2 separate regions of the Salmo salar genome follow, and region 2 is linked to region 1. Evidence: chromatin contacts called from public Hi-C data. All regions are on one chromosome and are shown on one strand. Each heading gives the region's core, a stretch centred on a gene start, on an enhancer-like site or on the middle of the called end of the contact. The rest is flanking DNA. Distances are from core to core; before and after follow the strand shown. Region 1 holds the start of LOC106586313 (UBX domain-containing protein 4). Region 2 has its middle 37 kb from the start of LOC106586311.

Region 1 (7,832 bases), core at 1,611-4,110:
GGAGTGGGGAAATGATCAATAGGAAAATCACTGGGATGTTTGACATGCTAAGACAGACATTTTGTGACTATTTGCTTTGTAAGAATGCAAATAGTGCACGTATTTTAACCCATACTATCTTAATATGGCATTACAAAGTAATGTAGTGGAGGCTGATCTATTAGCACAGTAATAAAATGCAATGTTCTATTAATCATTGCATAATACATCTCTGTGTTGAGTTTGGTGAGCTACCACACCCGTTTGTTTTTTAGAGGGTCTTGTTATTAATCAAAGATCCATAGTTACAAGGCAACAGTAAACATGTCGTCCCCCACGAATGATGCGGAGGGCTCTATATACATGTAGCTCCGGATTGAGAAAATTGTTTGACCGTAGGTGGAGGCGATACGTCCTGTATAAACAGAAACTCCCTTGACAACGTCCTTCACGACAGATGGGGGTATGCTGAAAATACCTCCACGAGTCGCAATAAGTATGATTTACCTGACTTCTGCAAAGGTCGCATCTCCGTAAATGCTGTAGGGCCAATACAGAAGCCAGATTGACCATAAAATACTATTTATGCTTGATCCGACAGTGTGAAAAAAATATAATCATAAAAAAATGGTCAGCGAAAAATAATATGTTTGGTGCGGGACAAAACGAGTAATTTGCTGAACATCTAATGGGCGTAGTTTATGTCCTTATGAGAAACATGTCGCTCATGAGGGGCTGCATATACAACAGTGGTGTAAAGTACTTAAGTCAATATACTTTAAAGTACTTAAGTGGTATCTGTACTTTACAGTTGATATTTTTGACAACTTTTACTTCACAACATTCCTAAAGAAAATAATGTACTTTTTACTCCATACATTTTCCCTGAAACCCAAAAGTACTGTTACATGTAGTGTGCCCCTAGCTATATATATGGTGCTGTCTGGTTTGCTTAATATAAGCACTATGAAATAATTTATACTTTTACTTTTGATACTTAAAGTATATATAAAACCAAATACTTTTAGACTTTTATTCAAGTAGTATTTTACTAGATGACTTTCTCTTACTTGAGTCACAGTATTTCTAGGCATCTTTACTTTTACTCAAGTATGAAAATTGGGTACTTTTTCCACCACTGATATACAGTGCCCTCCGTAATTACTGGGACAGTGAAGCATTTGTTCTTCTTTTGGCTCTATTCTCCAAATTTGGATTTTTAATCCAAAATGACAGTACATTATTTACCATTCATTTCTATTGGACACAAAATAATCTGAAACACAACCAAAACAAACAGCAAATGCATCCAACAAATTTGTTGAGTCACACGCTTGATGTAGTCATTGCATGCTACCGGAACAAATACCGAACTTTTGAATACTTAAATACACATAAATGAATTTGTCCCAATACTTTTGCTCCCCTAAAATGTGGGGGACTATGTACAAAAAGTGCTGTAATTTCTAAACAGTTTGCCCAATATGGATGGAAATACCCTCAAATTAAAGCTGACAGTCTGCACTTTAACCTCATATTTGATTTCAAATCCAAATGGACAATGCCATTGAGGGCTTCCACCATTTTAAAGTAGTCTACTCGATGGGGATTTCTACAAGTTGGGAGCAATCAGCCAATGAAGAAGAAAATGTACTACTTTAAAATGGAGATAGCCTTAATGGCACTGCCCATGTGTTACAGACGCGATACTGGCACAGATACAAAAATTAGTCCTATCTATCTCTATGGCATGTTCACACACGCATCTGCCCTCTCATGGGCTAGAATGGTCCCACCTGATCTCGCCTCCCGCCTGCCTTCCATCGTTGATGACATGTATAGAGCCCCACAGTGGAGGTGTCATAAAACCTAGTGGTCAAACAGGGAAATGGTTCCAATCGTTTTCTACCATTCATTCTTCCCATAGGTTTTTTTTAGAAACACTTAAAATAAGGGCTGTGTTTCGTGTGGGCTTACCCTGATGTGACGTTTTGATAACCATGTACATTTATGTCGGACAAGGTGACATCAATATATTCGGCTGTATTTACTCTCAGATTCGAAAATATTAATTGGCATCAAAACAGACATCATACAAATCCCTGCAGGCTCCTGCGCATCATCTCTAATTGACACCTTTGCTAACAGGTATTGTGTCCATTTAAAACTTGCACAAGACAGTTCACAGAATTGCCAATTTAAAGAGATGTAGCCAATTTATTCATTACTACATTTATCTAACATTAGTTAATTTCAGAGATTCTTACCTTTGCCTCGTTTCGGCAGTCTTGTCCAGATTATCATGGCATTTCTAGTTCTTTAGGATAGCCACATTATCAGCTAATTAGCGTTTCATTTTGTAGCACAAATAAAGGCGAATATATTGATAAAAGTCAGAGAGATTTACACAGTTATCAAAACGTCACGCCAGGGTAAGCCTACACAAAACACAGCCCTTATTTTAAGTGTATTTAAGAACCCCTATGGGAAGAATGAATGGTGGAAAACGATTGGAACCATTTCCCTGTTTGACCTCTAGGTTTTAAGGGTATTATGACTCATACTGTGGCACTTTATTTCCATTGTTATAGTGGTCATGTGACTATCTTGTCACTATAATATATAGTCTTTAATTTTGTAAATGCCGGATCTCACCAACATTTCGTCAAAATCGTACCTGTGGTGACTGAGATCTCGTGTGACTATGTACAAACGGACTGAGCGAGATCCAGTCCACGTCAGAGTTCTTCGTGGGGGACAGTTAGTTATCTGCACCAATTACTTCATCAGTACCACAGCGCCATCTAATGTTAATTTGGTGACATAATGAACGGACTTCAAGTCCCATAAGCAAGCATACGTATCTATGGACTACAACTTCCATCATTCTCCGTTAGTTCCTGTGACGAGATTGAACGTTCTAGGCATTTACAGGATTGAAACGATTAAACAGGAAAAGCCAACACATTTTATTAAAAATGATTTGGTTTGAAGGCTCTATTCCAGCAGCCATTATCTCCGCAAAACAACAAAGCTCCATCTTCGTCGTCGTAATAACAGGTATTGTTTTGTAGATTAGCTTGCGCAGATGTGTATGCTAGCAAAGCTAACCAGTCGAAAGATTCGCCGTAGTAGCGAATAAAACTCAAGCTCGGGAGAGCAAACGAGCCCTGTCATTGTCAGTCAGCTATTTAACTAGTTAAATACGTGTGTGTAGTTCATGGCTACATGAAACTCGAAGTGTCGATGTAGCCAATACTAACTTGTCAAAACGAAAAGGAATGACAGTTGTCAAATCGCAGCTAACTAACGTTAGTTAATGCGATTTAGATAGTTAGCTTTGGCTAGCTTCCTACTAACGTTAGTGTGTTAATCGCTAGTTGACAATTTAACTGGCTGACGGGCAAGCTAACGAGTCGCAATTATTCTGGATGGCGACTGTCACCACCAACACTAGCGGACTAAACTCCTTCCTTCACCATGGAGTGGAGTTTAGTCCGCTACACCAACACCACAGACTTGTATTGTGGGAACTGGGCATTGAGTGTCGTAGGACGAGTGATTCACCACTTCTGAAGCTGACATTCTTGTTCTCTACTAGGCGACGATGAGGTGTCAGGACAAATGATGTCCAGTTGGGAGGACGACAGAGTGGCCGAGGCCTCCTGTAACTGCTGTGTTGCAATCAAGGTTGATTCCAAGAGGTAGCCTTTATAATGGAATCCTCCTAAACTTGTGTGGATATGATGTACACTCTTTCTGTACAGCACTATCAAAATGGAAATACTAACAAATGTGATGCATTTTATGTTTAATGTTTTTCTTTTCTTGCAGTGAGACATGCACACAGTTCTCCCAAATCTGTATCCTTCCTCTCCAAAGGGTTCTTTGTTGTGTTTGTGGTCCCTAAGGCTTGATTTCCCTAAAGCTTTGTCTTTCAGACATATTCTAGATCAGTGGTTCCCAAACCTTTTATAGTCCGTATTCCTTCAAACGTTCGACCTCCAGCTGCGTACCCCCTCTAGCACCAGGGTTAGCGCACTCTCAAATGTTGTGTTTTGCCATCATTGTAAGCCTGCTACACACAAACACTATACAATACATTTATTAAACATAAGAATGAGTGTAACTTTTTGTCACAACCTGGCTCGTGGGAAGTGACGACAAAGCCCTTATAGGACAGGGAACAAATAATAATATAATCAATAATTTTGCTCTTTTATTTAGCCATCTTACATATAAAACCTTATTTGTTCATAAGAAATTGTGAATAACTCACCATAGGTTAATGAGAAGGGTGTGCTTGAAAGGATTCACATAACTCTTCAATGTTGGGTTGTATTGGAGAGAGTCTGTCTTAAATCATTTTCCACACGGTCTGTGCCTGTATTTCGTTTTCATGCTAGTGAGGGCTCAGAATCCACTCTCGCATAGGTACGTGGTTGCAGAGGGCATCAGTGTCTTAACAGCGCGATTTGCCAAAGCAAGAAACTCTGAGCGCAGCCCTATCCAGAAATCTGTCAGTGGCTTCTGATTAAATTCAATTTTCACAGAACCTCAATATCGGTAAGTGGACTGGAGGCAGGGCATGAAAGGGATAACGAATCCAGTTGTCATCCGTTTCGGGAAAGTACCTGAGTAATTGCGCACCCAACTCGGGTGCTTCGCTATATCACGTTTGACATTGTCCGTAAGCTTGAGTTAATTTGCACACAAAGAAATCATACAATGATGGAAAAACCTGTGTGTTGTTCTTGTTAATGCAGACAGAAAAGATCTCTAACTTCTTAATCATAGCCTCAATTTTGTCCCGCACATTGAATATAGTTGCGGAGAGTCCCTGTAATACTAGATTCAGATCATTCAGGTTGAGAAAAAACATCACCCAGATAGGCCAGTCGTGTGAGAAACTCGTCATCATGCAAGCGGTCAGACAAGTGAAAATTATGGTCAGTAAAGAAAACTTTAAGCTCGTCTCTCAATTTAAAAAAAAAACATGTCAATACTTTGCCCCTTGATAACCAGCACACTTCTGTATGTTGTAAAAGCGGTACATGGTCGCTGCCCATATCATTGCATAGTGCAGAAAATACATTATTTCACTGTCTTGTATGCGAAGCAGTTATTGTTTCAAAACATCTCCTGCCGTGTCACTGAAGCGTCATGAAGCAGTGTTGTTTGATGGAGGCATTGTCTGTGTAGTTTTTTTTGCCTTTTCCCCCAGCATTGTCCCAGACATATCTGTGGCAGCAGGAAGAATTAAGTCCTCCACAATAGTATGGGGCTTGCCTGTCCCAGCCACTTGGTACCTCACCATATAAGATGCTTCTAGCCCTTTTTTATTAATGGTATCTGTTGCTTTTATACATATTACTTCTTGAAAGTCATCTTTATTCTTGCTCAAAAAACTCCCGTGGCTTATTTTTCAAATTGTCATGTTTCTAAATGTCTGCGCAAGAGTGAAGGTGTCCCGCAAGAGTAACGTTTAATGTGATTGGATGTTAATTATTTGACTAGGCTACCTGTATTTGACATTGTGTTGTTATTTCGGATAAACAATAGATGGTTTAATACAATTTTTGGCGGTTTAATTACATTTTTGGCAGTGAAACGATGCTACTCAGGTGAGGGGGGGAAAAACTCACCCAAATGTATAGCCCCAGTGGAAAATATAAATGTACTGTTGGAAATGTGAAGAAGGAAAAAAATACATTTTTATTTGGCGTACCCCAGTTTGGGAATACCTGTTCCAGATCATGCAATTAAGTCCAATCCCATTTCTTATTATTTTTATGAGCATGGTTGGTTTGCCTTTAACTTTCTGAAAAAGACCCAGTGGTGTGCATCCCGTCCAGTTTCTTTATCGGAGAGAATGGAATCCCCCTGGAAGTTGTTGCCGGAAGTGTCTCTGCAGAGGAACTCATGAAAAGAATTGACAAAGTCAAACAGGTATGATAGCCAATTATAACACAGAAAACACTTAAACAACATCAGTAAATGGTCTCCAAGAGCACTGAGATAGATGTAAGGTAAAGGGTATCTAGTTTGGCTGACACCTGCTCTCGAAGTCTCCAGCTCGCTGTGTAGTCATGTGCGTTGCGCATCAGCCAGCCTAGAGCATGTCACACTTAACCTGCATTTCTTGTGCCTAACAGATGCACGCTCAGCAGATGGCAGGTGAGGGAGCGGATGCAGGGGCTCCCATGGAGGGGCTCCCACGAGCCACGGTAGCCTCAGAGCCAGCCCCAGCACAGCCCCCCTCAACCTCACAGGAGCTCCAGCCCAGCCACACACCACCAGCAGACACAGACAGTGCAGCAGCACCAGCAATGTCTAAAGGTGTGTTTGTGTGAGGGGTCACTTTGGAATGTTGATTAAGTAATTTTACTGAAAAGCAATGCAACAAAATTACAAGTACTTGGGCTATATGTAAATGCATGTCTGTGCATGTTATTTGATATGTGTCCTGTTGATTGAGAGATTGAAGTTGAGACACTGTCATGATTGCTGATAATGATTGCTTTGATGTGGTCCAACCCAGAATCCCTGTCCAGGCCAGCAGAAGAAGGCGGCCCCTCGGCCTCAGAGGTTGTGACCTTTGGGGATGACAGGAGCGCATCATCAGAGGACGTGTCAACCAGCTCTCAGCCTGACGAAGGCCTCGATGCCAAGGTGGAGAGGTAGGACCTATATACACACACACAACGGAGGTGGGACAAAAGGTTGAAACTTGCTTTATCTTTTCAAACTGAAACCTTTCCTTCTGTAGGTTAACAAAGAAACTGGAGGAAAGACGGGAGCAGAAAAAGAAAGGAGAGGAGGAGGTAAAGAATAACTGTAGACATTGGTGTCCCATATTGACACCGCAGTAATGCAAATTTTGCCTAATCTCAATTTGTATACATAGTAAGAACTGCCTATTAATAATAGAATCGCCGGGCCTTTCAGCCTATAAGTATCCACTAGAGAACGTTGTCGGGCGGCTCCATAAGCATACACCCGGCCTCGTTGGAACCCCCTCCCAACCAATGATGGGTCAACATTCTAACAGTCTAATAAATACATTTCATATATGCTATGGGAAGAATAATCATTTGGTTGTGTTTATGAAGGTCTTAGGAAACATTAGAATATGAAAACAACTATTTCAAAGAATATTATTCAATTTTCATTAGTTTGTTACTCTAGGCTATAAGTTAAAAATGAAAAACCACTAGTTCAAGAGTTAAATCCATCACAAAGAAAATAATTTTTTGTTGTTGTTGGCAGGCCTAAAAAAACATTGTGGAAATAATAACATTTATGTAAAAATAGACAAAATAGCATATTTTACGTTTATGTTACTAGTCTTTGCTTAGCAACCTCAGCAATGCTGCCCCATGGACAGCACGGTTATGCTTTGAAAAAGTAATATTTGGAAATAGAGCTGCAGCTCTTGAATTTTGAGTTATTTGACAAAAGTGTCTTAGAAACTGCAGAATATGCTATTGCTGATACAATCACAGTTTTACCTGAATGTGACTCTGAAGGAGAATTTGATAAAGTGGTGCTCCTTTCTCTGTCAATTCCAAGATGTGCCCATCTTCATGTACAATTTGACAACTGATATTGTCAGTCATCATACTATTGTCATTTTAATCTTGTCTTTAGGCTAACTCTTATGTGTGAAATGAGTTTCTGATTGTATCGGACTCTATATTGTGCCCCAACGTCAGTAGATGATGCCTGGCTATTCTTTAAAAGTGCCTTCCTCACCATCTTAAATAAGCATGCCCCGCTCAAAAAATGTAGAACTAGGAATAGATATAGTCCTTGGTTCACTCCAGACTTGTCTGCCCTTGACCAGCACAAAA
Region 2 (7,832 bases), core at 3,352-5,851, 77 kb before region 1:
CCAGGGAAAGAGGGTTTGCGATCAATTTACAGATTAATAACCAGGTCGGAGAGTGGTGAGGAGGGTTACACTCTATCCACAGTAAAAACGCTGCAAAATGTGACACAAAACCCCCCAGGGAGCAGCCATATTTAAGGAGATGGAGCATCCGAAATCCGCTCTGTCTGGTTTTGTTGTGGGATCCGAGGGACACTGCCTGCTGCCTCGACATAGAGTGCGTTCCAAATGGCACCCTATTCCCAATGTAGTGCACAACTTTGAGAAGGGCACATAGAGCCTGAGTCAAAAGTAGTGCACTATATAGTGAATGGGGTGCCATTTGGGACACATCTGTGGATTTGCACTGTCAGTGGAGGATCAGGGGGAAATAACCTCCGCATGCACCTGGGGAGTCAGTCTATTGGTCTGCAGCTGTAAAGCCAGCCAGCACAGCCATCAACATGGGCCAGGGAGATAAGCCAAAAGCTGTCACGTCTTGTTGAGGACTGTATTGTTCTGGCCACTAAAGGGATTTCTCACTGAATGGCCAATGTAGAATACAATCTTCAGCTATCTTGCATTGAGGCAACAATACCTTAATTGTAATTCTGATCCCGTCCTCTGTTGGTTGGTTAATTACAATAGTAGCTTATCTTTCAAAGGGAAAATATTAATTGATATTTACTGATACTAATGTCAACATTAGACAATATTTAAAATTGCATCTTTATAGGCCTTGGCTATGTCTCACTTTTCACCAGTTGAGCATTATTTAATTCGTAATCTTAATTCATAAATGTTCTCAGTCTAATTAAATCTCCTCAATATAAGATTGTTTGCTAAAGCTACAGTATATTACCGGCAGGAATGTTCTTCATGAACAATACAGCAAAGATTGAAAATGCATAACTACTCCATAATATCCTTTTTGATTGCAAATTAAACCCCACTTTGTTTATTCAAAGTCATAGAGTCCATTTCTATTCCCGGTTTGTCTTATGAGTTTATTGGAGTGTTTTACATAATTTCATTTTTAGTTCTCCCCTCAGTGAGCCAGATTTCAGTTTGAGGGTGTCTGCCTACACATCTCAACAGCTCCAAACAGAGCTCTCCTTTCTCAGCTGCATATGCAGGGCTGTGGCACTGGCCCTCCTCTTGATGAACGCTGCCTGTCCTCCCACACAGCAGTTATGTAAAGATAACAGGGTATCAGAAAACCTGTCACTTCACAGAAGTAGGCAACATGAATGTCAGAAACTGGCTTCTGTAAAGTATCAATCAGTCTGGGGCTACAGGGAGAGGGTTTGCTTTACCTGAACCTGACCATTCTCTCTTCTGCATTGACGCCATGGAGGTTTACAAGCAATTCCCCACATAAACGAATCAGACAGCGACAAACAGAGAGATATTACGCAGGTAAATAAAGATACAGTGCATATGGAAAATATTCAGACCCCTTCCCTTTTTCCACATTGTGTTACCTTACAGCCTTATTCTAAAATGGACTTTAAAAAAATCCTCATCAAAGCGAAAATAGTTTTTTTTTAAAATGTTGACAAATGTACTAAAAATAAAAACAGAAATACCTTTTTTACATAAGTATTCAGACCGTTATGAGACTTTAAATCAGGTGCATCCTGTTTTTTTTAACTAGGCAGGTCAGTTAAGAACAAATTCTTATTTACAATCACAGCTTACCAGAGAACAATGGGTTAACTGCCTTGTTCAGGAGCAGAACGACAGATTTTTACCTCGTCAGCTCGGGGATTCGATCTAGCAACCTTTCGGTTACTGGCCCAACACTCTAACCACTACTCTACCTGCCTCCCCTGTTTCCATTGATCATCCTTGAGATGTTTCTACAACTTGATTAGAGTCCAGCTATGGTAAATTCAATTGATTGTACATGATTTGGAAAGGCACACCCTTGTCTATATAAGGTCCCACAGTTGACAGTCAGAGCAAAAACCAAGCCATGAGGTTGAAGGAATTGTCCGTAGAGCGCCAAGACTGGATTTTGTCGATGCACAGATCTGGGGTAGCGTACCAAAAAATGTCTGCAGCATTGAAGGTCCCCAAGAACACCGTGGCCTCCATCATCCTTAAATGGAAGAAGTTTGGAATCACCAAGACTTTTCCTAGAGCTGGCCGCCCAGCCAAGCGGAGCAATCGGGGGAGAAGGTCCAGAGTTCCTCATCAAGGCAAAGGGTGGCTACTTATATTTTGATTTGTTGAACACTTTTTTGGTTACTACATGATTCCATATGTTATTTCACAGTTTTGATGTCTTCACTATTATTCTATAATGTAGAATGGAATGAGTAGGTAACTTTTGACTGGTACTGTATGTAAGTGTGATATTTCCGTTGTTTCTTTTTTATAAATTTGCAAACAATTCTAAAAACTTGTGGGGAAGTGTGTGTGTAGATTGATGAGAGGGAAAAAAACGATTTATTCAATTTTAGAATAAGTGTAACGTAACAAAATGTGGAAAAAGTAGAGGGGTCTGAATACTTCCATGTAGATACTATGTACATGGAAAGAGGGAGAGAGAGAGAGAGAGGGGAGAAGGAGGGGTGGAAAAACTGGTTGATTGAATATGAGCATACTGTACTCAGCACATAACAAGGTGCTTTAAAGTTCACTTGTTTGTGTATTGCTTTGTTTGGGGGGGGATGTTGAGGTTTGAAGAGCTTGTGCCATTGTCTGAAGAGGAACATTTTAAGTTTAAAAGTGTCACGGGCAAGAGCAATGAGTGGTGCTCTAAAGCTGGGTAATTTATGTATTTGCTTTTGTTTATCATGAATATACTGTACATTTGGAGATCACTAGTATCCAGGCACTCAATAAAACATTGGATTATTTTATTGGCTCAGAAGGTAAAGTCAGAGAGGACATCAACAAATTTGCTATAAGGAAGGGCATTGTCTGAGTGCTCAGCCTCAAATCGATGCCCCTTGCTAGGCTTTAGCTAACCTGATCTTTACTAACGCACTGAGAAATCAGCAGGAAAAAAAGAAGACCATTGGAACGCAGGCCCTTGTGTCCCATGTTGCTCCCTCAATTGACTGACTTACCTAACCAGAGCAGCGACTGTTACATCCCAGGGAATTGATTTCCCTCCACCAACTCTGTTTGTTCCAAAGGGCACCCTATACCCTTTATAGTACCTTACTTTTAACCAATGCCATGGTCAAAACTATTGCATAGGGAATAGGGTGCCATTTGGGATACCTACTGTGTCCCTGGGCAGACTTACAACCCCACAGGAATTAGAATCAGCTGAGGCTAACTTTGAAGAAACTTGTCTTTTATCTGTAACCCTGAAAACAGCCCTGGCTAGAACAGATGTAAAATGTTTTTCAAAAGTTTTTGCGTTTCACAAAGGAAGTAATCTAAGGATGGTGATAAGGATATGAGAATGTGAAATTAAAGTATGCGTACTCTTCTCAAATTGTCCAAATGCTTGCCACCACCTGTCCTGTCAAAATACTGCGTTCTACTTTTCATTATCTGTATGCTAAACATTACATTTTATCTGTCATTTAAAAACAACTTAAATTATAGACACACACACGCACACACAGATTTTACCTGGGTGGTTTTAATTCTTGGCATCTTCTCCCCGGCCTGCTCTCGACTGCACTCACCTTACAACGACAATCTGACTTCAGCATGGCTGCCTCTTCATAGATTCCAGAGAGCAACTGACTACTTACTTTTTCAACAAAAAAAAGTTTAAAATAATTGACTTCTCTCATGATAGCATCAATTTATAATAGTGATAATTATTCCCCCCCCCCCCCACACACCTTGTGGCTAGCTAGTTAGTGATCGGACAAGATTCAGTGTCATTCATTTGTTCCACTCTGCATCCCACCAGTCCCAAATGTGGCAATGCCGTCTATTGTGTACATCATGGCAAATTTAAAAGAAACCTAAACATCCATTTTCTGTGATGACTGTTGAATACAATTATATTTGAACAAACTCTGCCGATTTTCCATGTGGTTGATCCTTCAGCTGGTTGAAATCTGAGACAAAAAAAAAAAATAGGTATCTGTGTATGGCAATCAAGATGTATTAGCTCATGACCTAATGTACGTGTGCAAGACAGAAGCACATGAACGCACACCAACGAAGTCTTGCAGGTGTTCACGTGGTTTTGCGCATGTTCCAGGTGAAATTTCAGTTGCACTACTGACACTCTAAAAAGTCGGGTAAATAATACTTTCCTGTGGATATTTTGTTTCAAATGTTGCCCAGCTGAAATACCAACCGGTAGGGTAGAGTACATTCAAATGAAATGTTATTCAACATTCTGGCAGAGTTTTGTTTTTACTATAACAATCATTTGTATCATAGTCTGTCTGATTAGGCAACCTCCCCCTATCTGTCAGTCAGTTGCAGACGCGCTGCCTCCCCCTCATGTTGCCGACTGACTGGAAATAGAAACATAAATATACACACCGCTAACAACCTAACGCAGCCGGTAAGGACAATTTAATGGTTTATAAATGTAACGTTAACTATTTTCTTGAATATTCTATGAACGTAATTAGCGCAGCCAAGTTAGCTAGCTAAACGGCTTCCAATGGCGAGAAAGGCAACGTTGACGAAGCTTTGGCCTAGCTGAAAGACTAGCTAATTATAGCTATCTAGCTAACCTGACGAATAAAAACAAGGGATTCTCCCTGACAAGTTTTTTTTCTAAGCACGTGTCATGCGAACATAGTCGTTAGTAAAAAAAAAAAAATATGAAAATAAAAAGTATATATACATATATGGATTTTGTTAAACTGGTGACTAACCTTTGTAACTTAGTCAGCTAACTTAACTGTTATTTAGCAGAAGTAGTTAGCTAGTTATGTGGCTAGCAAATGCTCGCTAACCATGTGAGGCCTGCCATAATTGCGTTCTGTGGCGCTAAGGCAAGGGGGCGGTAACGTTAGGTGACTAGGTTAGGTAGCTAGTCACCAGTTTGCACATTTTTTTCTTGCTAGTGTCAGTGCACAATGGCCTAACGAGTTAGTTAACTAGCTAGTTAGTTGCATGCAGTAATACTGTATATGAATTAAACAGTCGACGTAGATGTGACCTGCTCGAGTTGCTAGCAAAGTTCATTTTTAACAAGTTCATGCTCTTTGAAACTGACTCGCAAGCTAGCCGGTGAGGTTGGATTTTTGTATTGAGTTGAAAGATAGCTAAGTGTAACTTTCATGTTTGGAGGAGAACTTGCGGTGCTCGCCGAGTTTAGGCACATGCAACATTGACTGGGTGATTTTCATGAAACCAGTTTTAATAATGGCTTTAACCAATTGAGTTAGAAAACCATGATGCAACTATCATTCTGAAGACTAAGATGCATAGTTTATTAAAGGGGGTGTGGTATTTGACCATTTTATACCACAGCTAAGGGCTGTTTTTATGCACGGCGGAGTGCCTAGATACAGCCCTTAGCCTTGGTATCCAAGTTGTTTTATTGCTATTATAAACTGGTTACCAATGTAATTAGAGGGGGAAAAAAGAAATGGTTTTTCATACCCATGTTATATGGTCTGATTTACCACGGCTGTCAGCCAATCAGAATTCAGGGCTCAAACCACCCAGTTTATAAAGCACATTATACAACGGGTGGGTCTAATCCTGAATGCTGAACTTAAAGTGAAACTGGAGGGCGTGCAATTCAAATAAATAATCATACAATTATGGATATTAAACATTTAGGTACATACATTATATCGGTTGAAAGCTGAAATAATTTTTAAAACCGCATTCCAGCCAGTGTCTATTCAACAAGTTACCACTGGCTAAATCTATGACATTAAAATGCCTATTTATTCTGTTCCATCAGACTGCGTAATCCACTGTCTCATCAGCCCAACCAGGCACTTTCTAAACTTGATCTCCACTATAAAAAGCATCTAGACATTATATCACATTTCTCTTAGACAAACATTTAGTTTTCAACAGAGGAGATTTGTATGAACTTTGCTGTCTGTCTCTGACATTTGCAACATTGTTTCAATATTCAAATTCCATCTCCAGCTGTCCCATAGTAATAAAGGTGTAGGGACCAGACAGACAGACAGGCAGGCAGCGTTTCTCAACCAGTCGAAATAATGTATCAGCTGGCATCATTTTTATGGATATACTGTACCAGTCAAAAGTTTGGACACACATATTCATTCAAGGGTTTTCCTTTATTTTTGACAATTTTTTACATTGTAAAATAATAGTGTAGACATGATAACTATGAAATAACACATGGAATCATATAGTAACCAAAAATGTGTTAAACAAATCAAAATATATTTTATAGTTGAGATTCTTCAAAGTAGCCACACTTTGCCTTGATGATAGCTTTGCACACTTGGCATTCTCTCAACCAGCTTCACCTGGAATGCTTTTCCAACAGTCTTGAAGGAGTTCCCACATATGCTGAACACCTGTTGGCTGCTTTTCCTTCACTCTGGTGGCCAACTCATCCCAAACCATCTCAATTGGGTTGAGGTCGGGTGATTGTAGAGGCCAGGTCATCTGATGCAGCACTCCATCACTCTTCTTGGTCAAATAGCCCTTACACAGCCTGGAGGTGTGTTGGATCATTGTCCTGTTGAAAAACAAATGATAGTCCCACTAAGTGCAAACCAGATGGGATGGTGTATCACTGCTGAATGCTGTGGTAGCCATGCTGGTTAAGTGTTCCTTGAATTCTAAATAAATCACTGACAGTATCACCAGTGAAGCACCCCCACACCTTCACGCTTCACGGTAGGAACCACACATGCGGAGATCATTCGTTCACCTGCTCTGCGTCTCACAAAGACACTGTGGTTGGAACCAAAAATAAAACATTTGGACTTATCAGACCAAAGGACAGATTTCCACTGGTCTAATGTCCATTGCTTATGTTTCTTGGCCCAAGCAAGTCTCTTCTTATTGGTGTCCTTTAGTGGTGGTTTCTTTGCAGCAATTCGACCATGAAGGCCTGATTCACACAGTATCCACTGAACAGTTGATGTTGACGTGTCTGTTACTTGAACTCTGAAGCATTTATTTGGCCTGCAATTTCTGAGGCTGGTAACTCTAATGAACTCTAATGATCCTCTGCAGTGGAGGTAACTGCGTCTTCCTTTACTGTGGCGGTCCTCATGAGAGCAAGGTTCATCATAGTGCTTGATGGTTTTTGCGACTGCACTTGAAGAAACTTTCAAAGTTCTTGAAATTTTCCGCATTGACTGACCTTCGTGTCTCTTCTTATTTGAGCTGTTCTTGCCATAATATGGACTGGTCTTTTACCAAATAGGGCTATCTTCTGAATACCACCCCTACCTTGTCACAACCCAACTGATTGGCTCAAACATATTAAGAAAGAAAGAAATTACACTAACTTGAATGAGTAGGTGTCCAAACATTTGACTGGTACTGTGTACTTTAGTAATTTTTGTTTTATCTGATAGTGCCTTTTTGTGCTTTATCCAAATATGGATACATAAAAATAACATGTATCCACTAGTACTTATGACAAACAAGATTCAGAAAAAGTTGTGTGGTAATAAGACATTTTACTTTTTAAAATATTTGTTTTCAATTTTATGTTTACCTCAGGCCTTTTCATTAGGTGAGCAAAAATATACATTTATTTGTTTAACTTTTTGGGACTTTCAAAACTATTGCGGTAATGATATTTTTTTTGCATTGGTAGTTGTGGAAATTGTCTAAAATGCATTCTGATCAATATACATAACAATTATGAAATGGATAACTAAAGATCCTAATTTTAGTAATCCAAGAGGAATTATGGTGGAAAATGTATTTTCTTTTTTTTTTTTGTCAAGTGCCAGTTTCGT

What was found. Hi-C and Micro-C count contacts between places; a contact is called where the count stands out from the background.
Region 2: a contact with region 1 is called in a Hi-C map of muscle, with 4 times the contacts expected there. The contact joins the enhancer-like site here to the promoter of LOC106586313 in region 1. A contact is called at or near these places in 3 of 3 Hi-C or Micro-C datasets (blood, gill and muscle).

Annotation. Positions count from the first base shown.
Region 1 is chrssa25:19,085,480-19,093,311 of Ssal_v3.1, reverse strand. It overlaps LOC106586313 (UBX domain-containing protein 4), which reads left to right and starts at 2,860. Exons shown (of 13, transcript XM_045707428.1): 1 at 2,860-3,039; 2 at 3,581-3,683; 3 at 3,814-3,842; 4 at 5,810-5,928; 5 at 6,135-6,318; 6 at 6,521-6,659; 7 at 6,746-6,803. The coding sequence starts at 2,958.
Region 2 is chrssa25:19,164,405-19,172,236 of Ssal_v3.1, reverse strand. No RefSeq gene overlaps it. Among protein-coding and RNA genes, the nearest start is that of LOC106586311, 37 kb to the right of the region's middle. Within about 2 kb of position 4,601, at least 8 of the 13 cell types and tissues checked have an H3K27ac peak or open chromatin away from gene starts, as enhancers often do. A contact at or near this core is called in muscle, where this site is marked.